Regions from separate parts of the Mus musculus genome. Here all the other regions are linked to region 3. The links are chromatin contacts, called in public HiChIP or PLAC-seq maps. All regions are on one chromosome and are shown on one strand. Each heading gives the region's core, a stretch centred on a gene start, on an enhancer-like site or on the middle of the called end of the contact. The rest is flanking DNA. Distances are from core to core; before and after follow the strand shown.

Region 1 (2,700 bases), core at 20-2,519, 390 kb after region 3:
CACAGTCTCCCCCATCATAGTGGGGAAGGCACAGCAGAGCTCATGGCAGTGGGGATGCTCAACCCGGTAGAGGAAGAAGCAGAAAACCAAGTCAACAGAGTTGGGCTACCACTCCCAAAGGCCCTCCCTAGAGGCCTAAATCTGCCAGCCAGACCCCCTTTTCTAAAGGCTCCACAATCTCCCCGCCTAACAGCGCCACCATCTGGAAGTCAAATAAGTATACAAACCCACAAGCCCATTTCAAAGTCCTAGCACCAAATAAGGATGGATTTCTAAGTCAAAAATGAAGCTGCATTACAGACACCAGCGCAGTCGTGGTCTAGATGGTGTGGACCCTAGGCCATAAGGCATGTCTACTGACATCCATATGTTCAACTCATTTCCAAGGAACAACTGCAGTTCTGAGGGAATCCAATTATTGTTTCCAAGGAAATAAAGAGCTTTGGAGGTCTTTGACTGCATCAATTATGAAAGTACAGATTTGTTTAGTGACTACAGACTGCGGCATAACTAAGATAACTCATGGCTTCCTTTAATTGACTCTCCTCCTTAAAAAAAAGCGTATCAGAATGCAAATGAGTCACACCGTTCTAGAGAAACTTTAAATCTGTTCTTATTCTACAATAATTCAAAACCCATGCCCTTCAACTAATCAGAACGTGTCAGGGTACCTGGAATAACAGGCAAGGGTTGCATCAAGTTACCCATTCTTTAAACTAAGCCACCTGTGGGCTGGAGAGGTGGCACAGTGGTTAAGAACATTGACTGCTCTTCCTGAGTTCAATCCCCACCAAACCACATGGTGGCTCACAACCATCTGTAATGGGATCGGATGCCCTCTTCTGGTGTGTCCAAAGAGAGCAACAGTGTACTTACATATACATAAAAATCTTTAGGAAAAAAAAAAGATGACCCACTTGCACCTGCTGGACGAAGCTGGGTGCTACCATTTACTTAGCTGTCAGCCTTGGTTTATCGAGGTTACCACAGCTGGAAGCAGAAGGCCTTTGTCCTAAGGTGTGAGAGAAGAGCGTCCCCAGAGGCCACAGATCTCTTCTGTGTTTCTCCTTAAGAAAGTTCTCCATTGTTCTCACAGAAGTTTCACCACTGTGTCTGAATCCAATGCCTTGCCTGGCTTTCTCCACAGTGGAGATGAACTTGAACGATGTAGTGGTTTGAATAGGAATGGCCCCCACAGACTCGCATGTTTGACTGCTTCTTCCCCCATAGGGAGTAGCACTATTAGGAGGTGTGGTCTTGTTAGAGGAAGTGCGTCACTGTGGAGGCGGGACTTTGCGGTCCTATACGCTCAAACTGGGCCTACCCCGACAGTCTTCATTCTTTTGTCTCCGGATCAAGATGTAAAAGTCTCAGTCCCTTCTCCAGCTCCACGTCTGCTTGTGTGACACCGTGCTTCTCCGCCATGATGATAATGGACTAAACCTCTGAACTATAAGCCAGTCCCAGTGAAATGTTTTCCTTTATAAAGAGTTGCCGTGGTCATGGTGTCTTTTCTCAGCAAGAAAACCCTAAGACAGCTGTCCTGTGTTCACCGCCTGCCTTTTGTCAACACTGGGCCTTTTCTCCACAAACACATCCATTGCATTTAAAGCTATCTGTGGAGTGGTTTCTCTGTCTTTGTGTCTCGTGTGTCTATCTAAACCCTTTGATGAGCAAAGCACCATGGCAGAAAAGCATGCTGGACTGGGTGAGAATCCAAGTGGCTAGCCATGGGACCACAGGAGGTAAAACATTACGTGAGTGTAGCACAGAGCAACAGAAGGTCACGGAAAGTCAGCTCTCAGCACCAGAAGATGCACGGTCCTTGCCTGTACCACAGACAGACTACTGTTGGCTGGTTCCCAAAACTTGGCAATAAGGGGAGAAAGTTAACCCAGAAAAACGAGAGACCAAGGATAAGCACAACTGGTCTTGCTAAAGAAGGTCACAGGGGCTGGAGAGATGGCTCAGTGGAACACGGGCTGTTCGTCCAGAGGACTTGTATGTAATTCCCAACAGCTCACAATTGCCTGTAACTCCATCTCCAGGAGGTCTAGTACCCTCTCCTGGCCACTGTGTGTGTGTGCAAGTGTGTATGTGTATATGTGTGTACATTTACATACACACACACATATATATGCATAAATTTTAGTTTAATATTCTTAAGAAAGTATATGTTTTTTGCACAGCTCAGCAGACAGACAGACGCCTTCAGTTAGGGAGTTGGAATGAAGATGGAACCTGACCATTTCCAGTCTTCAAATACCAGATTTTCTCCAGCCTCAGCCAGCCAGATTCCCCAGAAGCTGGCTGTGCACCCTCTTACCTGAAAGCCCCCACCGCCACCCCTGTAGCTCTCGGTCTTTAGGGTTGAGTGGATTTGGTTTCTTTTCAAGGCAATTGAACTTAAATTAAAAGGAAGAAGATCGATGAGAAAAGTCAAGTTGGGGGAAAGCAAAAAACATTATTCCAAAAACTCTTGGTCTTTTCAGGTTGAGTTAGCAAGAGACCAAACCTGCTGCATGTGGTAGGAGTTAGCAAGCACCTGGTTTGTTCTACAAGGGCTGCGCCGTTTTCGTAGGGGAATCAGGTGGCCTCCTACGCCATTAGCCCTGTGCTGTGTGTTACCAGCTGATTTCTCCAATTCTCTTTTCTCAGTGGGCTAGAACACAGCTGGTTAAATAGGCCGTGACGCACATA
Region 2 (2,700 bases), core at 180-2,679, 340 kb after region 3:
GCACTCGGGAGGCAGAGGCAGGCGGATTTCTGAGTTCGAGGCCAGCCTGGTCTACAGAGTGGGTTCCAGGACAGCCAGGGCTACATAGAGAAACCTTGGAAAAAAAAAAGAATAAAAAGTGTGTGCTGCTTTTAGAAAATAATTTAAAGCTGGGTCTTTAGCTCAGTGGTAGAATGCCTGCCTAGCAAGTACAAGGGCTGAAGAAAATTAAAATAAAGAAGCTGGACATGACACTGTATGCTTGTAGTTCTAACGCTTGCTTTGGAAATGGAAACAGGAGGGTCCTCATGTGTCAGTCTAAGCTGCATAGTAAGTTCTGGGCTAGCCTGATCTATGGACCACATAACAAGAGCCTGTCTCAAAACTGATGAAACAAGGGCCAGCAAAGTGGCCCAGTGGGCAAAGCACCTGCCCAGAAACCTGATTTTTTGATCCTGGAAACTCACGTGGGAGGGGAGAACAGCTACCCCATAAGTAAATAAATAATAGACAAATGTGAAAATAGGATCAAAATTTAAAAATCAGAGTGTAGGATAAGCTTTATGAACACTTAAATTACTTTTGGGAAATGGTAAATATCTCTGAAATTCAAGAAGGACAGTTACTGTAGCCAACTGGGGAACTGTCTTCTCTCGTTGTATCCTGTGAGACTCTCAGAGCTGCCAATCATCCCTCGGGCAGGTGCTTCCACAAGAATGAAACTGTCTCCAAGAAGGACCGAGTCAAAGGGTCACACCTCCATCTGTGCCCAAATTCAGAAAGTGAAGGCTACACTCTTTCTCCAGCTCTGGCATAAACAAAGGGCTTTATTCCAAAACTGTGCTTACATTCTTCCTATATGTGCTCAGGGATCCAGAATCAAAGACAAATGAGGGGACTCCTCGTAGCCTCTAGGGAAGCTCTACGGCAGCCAGCGGTTCTCAGCCTTCCTGCGGCTGCGACCCTTTAATACAGTGCCTCGTGTTGTGGTGACCCCCCCCTCAACTGTAAAACTATTTCCATTGCTACTTCATAACTGTAATTTTTCTACTGTTATGAATCACACCGTAAACATCTGATATGCAGGATATCCAATATGTGACACCCCTCCCAAGGGGGTCACGACCCACAGGTTGAGAATCACTGCTCTTCAAGCCCACAATGCTCTTCAGCTCTTTTACTGTGTGCGCACGTGTAATCTTAAACAAACCCCCTGACCCATGTTCTCTGGGGTCACATCTTCCTCTAAGTGCATCTTCCTGGCCGTTGCTAAGCGTTTGGGTTCCCAAGCTTCCTTTAATACATACAACTGCCATCCGCACCAGCTTCCTTTCTTCCCATCCACTTCTGTTGGCTTTAACAGGAAGTCTACTTGCCTGGCCAGGCCCAGCTGTGAGCAGGGGCTTGAGTGAGAGGTATTTATGACCTGACAGGAAGCTGCAGCTAAAGATGAAGCTGACTGGTGGCTGTTAGCAGGAGAAGGAAGTGTTTATGACCCCATCTGCTGGTTTCAATAGGATAGACCTGCCTTTATGGCGTCAGCCTCCCCTTGTGACTTCCTTCCATTTGGGCAGTGATAGCTTATTTCAAGATGTTCCCACCCAACACGCGCTGTTGTCCCCTTTGTTTAGGGGGTGATGAGGAAGGAAAGACTTTGTTTCTGGAATGTGGGGATGGGGCAGTTTTGATGGTTTGTGACTCAAGCTGGAGAAAGGCTTCCTTGGAGCTGACTGTGTGGATCCAGGAAAGCCACCCGCATCCTGCTGCCTCTTTGACTGCTAACTACCATGAGAGCACGGCCATATTAATGCTGGCCGCTGTGGGGCGGTTAGGCTAAGCATTACCAAACCCTGTTTTAACTAGAGTGACGCTGGCTTGACTTCTTGGCCGGTGGGGAGAAAGAATAACTTTCATATAGTTAATTCCTTGCTTCTTAACTTTCATTTACCTTTCATACTTTCCTGCCTCTCAACTTTTTTCTTCTACAGAAAGAAACCCTTGAAGCCAACAGAGGCAGTATCTGCTCAGATCAAAACTCTTATAAACGTAATATAAGCAAGATTAACCCCTTCCTTATAGCCATCCAGGTTAGGAGTGTCTAGAGATGGCAATTCATTTGTGGAAGTGCCCAAAATGTAGGAGTTGTCTTATTACTCAACTGCTCACTCGCCGCTGAAACCTGTGTTTTCTGTATATTAATCAGACTTCCAGTTTACTGCAGAATGACTATCTTTCTTTGGTTTTATTTGTGCTTCCCCTAGGCCCATTAGTACAGATGAAATTTTATATTAAATTGCTCAAATAATCAACACAGTACGTGTAAATCAAAGTCTTTAGCTCCAGTGGCATTATTTGAGTGGGTATCGATGAATCAGTTCAATGTGATTTCTTTCCCCTGTTGCAAAACCAGGATTTCTTTCCTTTTAAAGATCCCATGTCTAAAACATGGTGTTTGCTAAATTTCATTCTCTCTCTCTCTCTCTCTCTCTCTCACACACACACACACACACACACGAGAGAGAGAGAGAGAGAGAGATTCATGAGTTTGTCTGATTTACAGAATAGAAGGGGAAACTTTTTGTTTGAAGTTAAATCACCCCCTACTGAGCTTACGTGTGTCCTTTAGATCCTATCTTCAGCCAGGCAGTGGTGGCGCACGACTTTAATCTCAGCACTAGAGAATCAGAGGCAGGTGGACTTCTGTGTGTACAGAGTAAGCTC
Region 3 (2,700 bases), core at 39-2,538:
GAGGGCAGGGGTCCAGGTGATGGCGCCTTTAGTCTCACCTTCTCAACCCAAAATGGCTCATTTTCTCTTTACTGCCACCCACACCCGAGCAGCAAGCTTCAGGCCCCGTTTTCTTTTCTTCCTTCTCCCTCTCCCCCCTCCTTTTTTTATTTTTAAAGAAAATAGCCGTCTGGCAGAAGGGGCCCAGCTGCGGAGATCTCTGGCCGCCCAGCGAGCTCAGCAAGGGGCCGCCGGTCTTCCGAACACCTTCCCAGGGAAGGCGGTAAGGCCATGAGCAAATTCTCCAATTATTGGCCACCAGCAACACAAGGCTTTGGATTTGGTCTCTGAATGAGATAGCTGGCATCTGGCGAGCTTGTTAAAGGGGATCTGTTTAAACCCCAAACTCCCGCAGAAGAGTTACCACCAAACCTTAACCGCTCAGACGGTTGTCTCTCTAGTCTTTGGCCGACCGACCATCTTTCTCTTCTAGGGTCCCTGTTTACCTCGGTTCCTAGGCCTAGGCTAAGGATGAGAGGTCAGAAGGAAAAATCCAAACTTCCCAGGGGCCCAGGAGAACGAAGAGCTTCCCTGCCTTTTCCAGCCTCCCTCCAGCCTAGTCCTGCGGCTCTCTCTCGTGTTGTGGACCCGCCGCTGAAGCCTAGCCAAGAAGCAGACCTGGCTGAGCTAACAAAATTCTTATAATTGTTTTTCACACACAACTTATAATCCTTCCCCCCATTTCCTTACCCAAGTTGGGGACTGGCAAAGCCTAAGGAGGGAAGATCAAGCAACTTCATTTTGATTATATTACCCAGAGTTAAAATAATAATGGTGATGATAATGTCAGAGAGGCCACAAATAGAGGGGATAGCCGCACCCTAACGAAGTAGGCAAAAGACTCAAATCCATCTTCCTAAAGGTTCAAGCCTGTGAGTGAGCTGCGGGCCGGGTTTCTTTCTTGGCTTGGCGGTTGCACAGAGCCAGCAAAGAGGTTGCCGAAGCCGCCATGGCGGCCTGCGGCCCGCGCTCCCGTCAATCGCCGGGAGGTGGCGCGCTCTGCTCAGAGGCCAACGTCAACCTTCTCCCTGTTTTTCCCCCTTCTCACTTTCTCCCCCCCTCTCGGAGGCTCGCATTGAATCGGCCCTAACGATTCTCCGATCGTCATTATTTGTAACCATAGAGCATGAATTACCTCTTGAGGTCATCAGTGAGAATTTACGACTGGTCAACAAAAGCACGTGATTCCCTAACGCCCCCCCATCCCCCTTCTAACCCCCCCCATATTTGGCCGCATACATAGCAAAACGAAGTACAGTGCATCGCTATAATTCATTAATACATCATAAATCGTGAAGCACAGGGTTATAACGACCACGATCCACAAATCAAGCCCTCCAAAATCACCCAAATGAGCTCGTACTTTGTAAACTCCTTCTCGGGGCGTTATCCAAATGGCCCGGACTATCAGTTGCTAAATTATGGCAGTGGCAGCTCTCTGAGCGGCTCTTACAGGGATCCCGCTGCCATGCACACCGGCTCTTACGGCTACAATTACAATGGGATGGATCTCAGCGTCAACCGCTCCTCGGCCTCCTCCAGCCACTTTGGGGCGGTGGGCGAGAGCTCGCGCGCCTTCCCCGCGTCCGCCCAGGAACCCCGCTTCAGGCAGGCGACGTCCAGCTGCTCCCTGTCCTCGCCCGAGTCCCTGCCCTGCACTAACGGCGACAGCCACGGCGCCAAGCCCTCTGCTTCGTCCCCTTCCGACCAGGCGACCCCAGCCAGCTCCAGCGCCAATTTCACCGAAATAGACGAGGCCAGCGCGTCCTCTGAGCCCGAGGAAGCGGCGAGCCAGCTAAGCAGCCCCAGCTTGGCTCGAGCACAGCCAGAGCCCATGGCCACCTCTACGGCCGCGCCCGAGGGGCAGACTCCACAGATATTCCCCTGGATGAGGAAGCTTCACATCAGCCACGGTAATTCTCCATCTCTTTTTTGTCCTCTCCGCATTCCTGCCCTGTGTTGGGGGTGGGGGCGAGCAAAGCTTGGCTTTGCCTCAAATATAGATCCCTTTTTTCTTTTCTTTTTTTCTTTTTCTTTCTTTCTTTTTTTTTGCCATCAAGAGGGAAAAGTGTCAGAAAGGGTCCCCACAGCTCCATAGATAGAGCCAAACAGTGTTGTTTTCTGGGCGTAGGCATTTAAAAAAAAAAAAAAAAGGCCAGTTTGTTGCCACGTTCAGCTTAGGTTTTGTTTACCTAGCCAGTCACCGGCTTTAGGATGAAAGATGGGATTTGTGTATTGTGAGGAAGGGTCCTGATTATTACAGAAATTTTGAGACTGCTGCTAGCAAAGGGGGAATGGGCTATAAACGGAGCTTTCTAGGGCAAAAGTGCAGTGGCTCTCTTCCCTCCCGGGCGAGCTGCCGCCTGAACCCAGCCTAGGGTGAGGCACTGGGAAGGAGCCAGAGACAAAGCCGGGAGCATTCACTACCATCAGAAGTGGGGGCTGCTGGAGAAGGGGGGGTATGAAGAAATAGAGGCTGGATGCAGGCATCTGGGGTGAGGAGGATGGGAGCTGCGGTGAGCTGGGTGCTGGGGACGCCTGGGTCCTGCTCCCCGCCCCCTCCCACTCAGTGCCCCCTCCTTTAACCGGAATAACGTTGCCTCGGGGCTCTCCTCTAACTGCTCTAGATATGACTGGGCCAGACGGAAAAAGGGCCCGGAC

The links. HiChIP or PLAC-seq counts read pairs in DNA pulled down with a chosen protein or histone mark.
Region 1: a contact with region 3 is called in an H3K27ac HiChIP or PLAC-seq map of embryonic stem cells, with 8 times the contacts expected there. The contact joins the enhancer-like site here to the promoter of Hoxb5 in region 3. A contact is called at or near these places in 12 of 39 promoter capture datasets (the 3T3-L1 cell line, the C10 cell line, the HPC-7 cell line and 5 more), 2 of 15 datasets of contacts at CTCF or cohesin (embryonic stem cells and stem cell-derived epiblast-like cells), 4 of 484 Hi-C or Micro-C datasets (embryonic stem cells and nephron progenitors), 17 of 115 datasets of contacts at active chromatin or transcription factors (craniofacial prominence, embryonic basal ganglia, embryonic forebrain and 10 more) and 3 of 9 other capture datasets (adipose tissue, liver and pancreatic islet).
Region 2: a contact with region 3 is called in an H3K27ac HiChIP or PLAC-seq map of stem cell-derived stembryo, with 7 times the contacts expected there. The contact joins the enhancer-like site here to the promoter of Hoxb5 in region 3. A contact is called at or near these places in 18 of 39 promoter capture datasets (the 3T3-L1 cell line, 3T3-L1-derived adipocytes, the C10 cell line and 11 more), 2 of 15 datasets of contacts at CTCF or cohesin (the NIH/3T3 cell line and large pre-B cells), 1 of 484 Hi-C or Micro-C datasets (female germline stem cell-derived STRA8 germ cells), 18 of 115 datasets of contacts at active chromatin or transcription factors (T-cell acute lymphoblastic leukemia, bone marrow-derived macrophages, cardiomyocytes and 12 more) and 2 of 9 other capture datasets (embryonic trunk and pancreatic islet).

What each region holds. Positions count from the first base shown.
Region 1 is chr11:96,692,277-96,694,976 of GRCm38.p6, forward strand. The region is part of intron 4 of Skap1 (src family associated phosphoprotein 1); the gene reads left to right. Among named protein-coding and RNA genes, the nearest start is that of Snx11, 84 kb to the right of the region's middle. Within about 2 kb of position 1,270, at least 5 of the 459 cell types and tissues checked have an H3K27ac peak or open chromatin away from gene starts, as enhancers often do. A contact at or near this core is called in embryonic stem cells, where this site is marked.
Region 2 is chr11:96,641,217-96,643,916 of GRCm38.p6, forward strand. The region is part of intron 4 of Skap1 (src family associated phosphoprotein 1); the gene reads left to right. Among named protein-coding and RNA genes, the nearest start is that of Gm38960, 100 kb to the left of the region's middle. Within about 2 kb of position 1,430, at least 46 of the 459 cell types and tissues checked have an H3K27ac peak or open chromatin away from gene starts, as enhancers often do. A contact at or near this core is called in T-cell acute lymphoblastic leukemia, embryonic limb bud, hematopoietic stem and progenitor cells and 3 more, where this site is marked.
Region 3 is chr11:96,302,224-96,304,923 of GRCm38.p6, forward strand. Hoxb5 (homeobox B5) reads left to right here and starts at 1,289. Exons shown (of 2, transcript NM_008268.2): 1 at 1,289-1,952; 2 at 2,667-2,700. The coding sequence starts at 1,391. All of the region lies in intron 1 of Hoxb5os (homeobox B5 and homeobox B6, opposite strand), which reads right to left.